Linked DNA regions of Gossypium hirsutum: region 1 is linked to region 2. Evidence: chromatin contacts called from public Hi-C data. All regions are on one chromosome and are shown on one strand. The core of a region is the stretch at or near the end of the contact, and the rest is flanking DNA. Distances in the headings are between cores, read along the strand shown.

Evidence for each region. A called contact is a pair of places that touch in the nucleus more often than the background predicts.
Region 1: a contact with region 2 is called in a Hi-C map of leaf, with 1.9 times the contacts expected there. The contact joins the promoter of LOC107892154 here to the promoter of LOC107892158 in region 2. A contact is called at or near these places in 3 of 34 Hi-C or Micro-C datasets (callus and leaf).

Annotation. Positions count from the first base shown.
Region 1 is chrD09:12,604,848-12,607,624 of Gossypium_hirsutum_v2.1, forward strand. LOC107892154 (protein NUCLEAR FUSION DEFECTIVE 4) reads right to left here and starts at 1,528. Exons shown (of 3, transcript XM_016817157.2): 1 at 1,008-1,528; 2 at 1-830. The coding sequence starts at 1,277.
Region 2 is chrD09:12,396,140-12,398,839 of Gossypium_hirsutum_v2.1, forward strand. LOC107892158 reads left to right here and starts at 1,377. Exons shown (of 8, transcript XM_016817163.2): 1 at 1,377-1,599; 2 at 1,702-1,742. The coding sequence starts at 1,506.

The sequences.
Region 1 (2,777 bases), core at 278-2,777, 210 kb after region 2:
ATCATGGATACAAATATATGAGGATTAGCATACCCTAGAGATTGGCTCATCTGACCAAGATCATCTATAACTGTCAGCCCTGATCCCCCACCTAATAGAAGAGAGAACATAATAAGCCAAAAGTCTGCTCTGATCAAAGCCTGCGTCAAGGTGAAGTCCTCTCCTCTACGAGGACCTTTCCTTTTCTTCACCCTTACTGCCCCTTCAGCAGCCGCTCGGAAAAGTTCTGCTTGCAACAGAGCATTTCGTTTTTGCCCTTCCGGCACCGCAAGCGAGTCTACTTCCTCGGGTTTTTCATTTTTAAACTCACTGGATACTACTTCATGTTGCTCAGGCCTTGGTAGAAGAATCTCTTCTGCTGGATCTCTAGGCTCTTCGCGGAAACTCAATCCGACGGGAATCAAAAGAAGAACAAACAAAATCAGAGTAAAAACTGTGACTAAATTGTGGCTCATACTAACAAGATCTTCCAGAATCATGATTGCCATCAAGTAAGTAGCCAGAAGGAGGCACACACAATAAACAAGTGTGAAACTTGAACCATCAGATGGACGCACTTGTTTGTGACCTCCAACAGGTCTGATAATGAACATTAAAGCAATAACCACCATTGTTGGTCCAACTGCAACCATGAATATGAAAGATGATTGATCTGGGAAATTAATCAGTGTGTATATCTGACTCAAAATTGCACCGCTCAAAGCAGTAAATCCCTTGAGAATTCCTACCACTGGACCCGTGCTTTCTGGAAAGTTTTGCAAACCAGAAACAAGTGCAGCCGTATTGAAGTAGGTCTCACCATTGTTTCCCACAAATATTAAGACGCACATCTGCATACTGAGATTGGTTATCAAAGATTTTTCACTAAAATGCTATCGGATTGATAGCTATCTAGCATCATACTATATGAGCCAAAATGCTCAAAATAGAAGAAGAAACAGAGGATTACAAATTGATAGAATTAAACCAAGCAAACAAGAAAAGAAGAGCTTTTAAATGATACTCACAGCCCACAATGGAAAAACTGGTACTTTCCCTGTAACAATCAACCAAACGGAACCATAACCCATAAGATTCTGCAAAGCACCAACGAGCGAAACACTCCATAGAGGCAATATCTCAGACAATGTCCCAGCTATGAGCCCAATACTGCCTCCAAGATCTTTAGCCACACCCAACTTTGAAATCTGCTTTTGATTATAATTCAAAGAAGTCTTTATCACTGATGATATGCTACCAAATATATAGCCAGGCCCAGAACAAGATTGCATCCACATTGCAGGAACAAAAACCAGTCATCTATTGTTTAGAAAAGCCTGAAACCCTTCTTCCAGTCCGGCCATTATGCAGTCCTCCGAAAACAACCCAAAACGAACAAAGTGAGAGACTTTTGAGCTTTAGGGTGCTGTTAATATGCAAAACGACAGAGGAGAAACCTAAAAAACTTAAATCATGTTAATGTCATGTTTCTTTGGGTCACCGGTCATGGAGATATTCAGTTTAACTTTTGCAAGGTGCCTTTTCTTACTTTATTTATTTTCTAATAATTTTGTAATGGTAATATATAATATTATACATAAAAGTTACAAACCTGTAATAACTTTCAAATTATTAAAAATCTGTAACAGTTTTTCAAAAGGGAGGAAGAAATCGTTTTCCCTTTACATCAATTTCATTAATCAACATAAAAAAAGGAATCTGGTAGTAGATAAAGTCAGTTTTGGAAGCTTATTCTTGCAGGGGAATGCATTTAGGAGATACCTCTAAAATAGAGGAATTAATTAAATTAGTCATATTATTATTAAATAAATTAATTTAATTCATGTATTATTAAAAAAATTAAATAAGATTAAATTAAAATAAAGTTAACATTTACTATTTAAAAAATAATTTATTGTTTAATAAAATTATTATTTTAATGTTTTAACGATGTTGTAAATGAAAATTTTTATTTAAATTAAATTTTGATAAAAAAATATTTCTTAATATATTTTTTAAGAAATAAATATTAATTTTATTATAATTTTGACTAATTTAATTTTTTTGTGTTACTACTTTTGATTTTTAGGGTGCTGTTAATATGCAAACACAACAAATGAGACATGGACAATTAAATTGTGTGGCCGACAAGAAAAAAAAAACAGCTAAATTATGTGGATGGGATGCTTCTTTGGGCCACCAGTCCTGGAGATATTCAGTTTAGCATTCTAGCGGGGATAATATAAAATTAATTTTTATTTTTATTTTTAATGACATGGGATGATTCGTTAAGAGTGTATAAAATCATACACTACCATCAAATATTAGAATAACTATATAAGACAGCACACAGACGATGTAGCTTTTCTATCCTATTTTTAATTGGGCAAGTATTTGGTAATATTATAGGATTAATTTATACAAATATGTGGATTTTTTATAAAATTTATGAATTTAGGTTTTTTTTTATATATTTGTGAGAAAATGAAAATGTGTTCTCTAGGATGCGGTTTCAAGCAACGGTAACATTCCTTCCAATGGTCACAATTTCAACGGCTACATACCCCAATAGTAATATTTTTTTTTGTATAAACCCCTCTAAACTTTATATTTTTCCATTCAGACCTATTATCTTCATTCTTAGTTCTCTCAATAATTTTGTTTTAAATCTTTCTCTTAATCCTATTCTCTTCGATTTTGTTTTATTCCTTTTAATTTGTAAAATGACAATTCAGCTTATAAGTTTGGATGACAAGTACTAGAAAGAACTCATGTTTTCTCCCAACTTATTGGCTAAT
Region 2 (2,700 bases), core at 127-2,626:
ATCAACTATTAGAGAAACCATCAGAGGAAGAAAGAGCCTTCAACGCTAGTGAGTCATTCCCAGGGAGATTAACACCAGAACCACGTGATGGACTTGTAGAGTTAGCCATAATGAACCAAAGAAATACCAAGAATATGATCATATAAGAAAATTCGTGTGGAAAAGAAGCTTTAGTACCATGTTAAAGATCAAGAACAAGCTAAGAAAAATTGTTTGGCAGCTGAGAAAATAAGAAACAAAAACACAAAATGAATATAAATGAATCACTGATTGAATTATTTATGACTGCAAATTTATACACCTTATATACAAGTGCACTCATTGTACTTGTCAATAACTTATACATAACAATATTTCAACTAACTACAACTGTTTTGACTAACTACTTAACAATATTGTAATAACTCTCAACTGCTACCAGCTTGTTGACTTGAAATGTTGAATGAAGCTTGGTTTAGTACACTAACACACCTAAACTTTTTTTTTCCGAATCGGGTACCTAAACTTTATTCATAACTAAAGTTGACCCTATTGTTGCAGTCCGTTAAAAAAAGCCAGAGCCAATTAAGAAGCATCACATCACCATGTCACTAAAATTGAACTAAATAAAAAAAAGTTATATTAGTATTAAATAAAAATAATTATATTAAAATTAAATAAAAAAAACCTCCTACGCCATCCCTCTCTTTCTCCCTCTCTCCCTCCTCTCACATCATGCCATTGAATCAACCTCAACTCACCTTTCGATGTCAAATTTGGTTTTAGTCTTAAGTTAACAAATCTCTCCCAAGGCCAAACTAATCGAAATGCTAACTAAAGGGAAAGCTTAAACACCTCATCTTTCTCCATTTTAGTTGAAGTAGTCATTGCATCTTTCTTGCAAACACAAGTCTCTATAAATAGTAACAAGTACAAGTGCTAAAGTCCTTTTAGCTAAATGAATTGCAATGGAGAATATGGAAATGAGGAGAGCGACAGGGTGGGGGTGAAAGAGGGAGAGGGAGAATAATTTTTTTATTTAATTTAATATAAATATAAATATAAATATTTTTATTTATTAATAGAATTTTTTTATTTAATTAGATTTTAATGGTGTGGTGATGTGGTGCTTCTTGATTGATTCTGATTTTTTTTAAATGAATGTAAATTGATTACGAAATAAATTTTGAGTACCCAATTCGACAAAAAAATGAATATTTTTTTAAATTAAAAAATATAAATATTTAACTCAAACGACGGACTACCTCTATTCAATTAAACCTTAATATTTATAGAAATTGGCTCGGGACTGAAATCTAGGTCCAAATCTGATCCAAAGCGGGCCGGGCTGATGAGCAAGCTGAATAACTCCCTCCAGGTGGAACTTAATCTAAAAGAGGGTAACTTTGTAACTGTACAGTAATGAGAAAAATACCTTGTTGATTCGCCTGTCCTCTACTTTTAGAAGCATATTTATTTATTTATTTTTCATTTGGATATCTCATTTCCTTAAATTTTGTTCGTCAATGGCGAATTCCCAGTTGCAGAAATACGGGACATTATCAAGGGAGCAATTGTCATATCTATTTGATCGATTCTCTCTTCTTATTGCCCAGCCAGGTATTTTCCATGTTTTCTTTCATTTCCTCTACTTTTTAATCGCCTTCGTTTCTCCTTTTTTTTCCATCCTCGTGAGTAGTAACATTTTCCTTATCTTGGCAGATTTTAAGAAGAGGATTCTAGACGCTGTGAATGACAAGCAGGTTGTTTTTTTTTTTAATTTGCTTTTAGTTTCTGTGGTTAGGAATTAAGGGCTTGAGAGCTTCAGCTGGATACATAAATTCACTTTTGAGGAGAATGCTTCGTTTATGATTGGTCTAATTATGTTTTCGATCCCTTTACTATGCCAAAATTTAGTATTCTATGCTTCTACTTTCATTTTACATAATTTGGTCTCTCTATTTTTTATAATACATGACTAGTATAGGTCGAAATTGATAATATTGTTCTAGTAATGACATGGATTATTTTCAAACTACTTCATCTTCCATGTAAATTTATTATTGATCAACATGGTCGACAAGATTTTCATGTGAGCTTGAATGTGTGATCGAATAATAATTATGCAAATGGCTTTGTATTTTAACAAAATTGTATTTTAACAAAATTCTTTTAGGCTTTGCTTGGTTGGGTGGGAAGAAAATTGGAAAGATGGAAATCGAAAGGGTGGAAAAGTAGAAAGATGGAAAATATAAATTTTCTTTCCATAAAGGTGCTTGGTAGGGAAGGTGGAAAAATTGAAAGAAAATTACATATTGTTTCTTTCTATTGCTTAGTAGAGTTTAAAAAATGAGATGAAAAAAAAAATGAAACTTTTGAAAAATGCATAGCTTTAAACTTAGGTACACTCCTCATTTTCTCTCCTCTTGTCATTCCAATTTGGAATGATTGGTTTTTATACATTAGGATGGAAAATGATCATTTCTCCTATTTTCTTTTTCCTCTCATTTTTCTTCCCTACCAAGCATACTCAAAATTTATTTTCTTTCCACTTGTCCATTCCCTCCTTCTCTACTTCCACTTTTTCTCCCAACCAAGCATACCTTTAGTTCGTTATGTTGGTTTAAATATGTTCCTTTTTTATTATGTAAACTGATTTTGATTATGCGTTAACAATATGCTTTTAGACTGTTGTCATTTGTCATTTAGTACTTCCGTTTG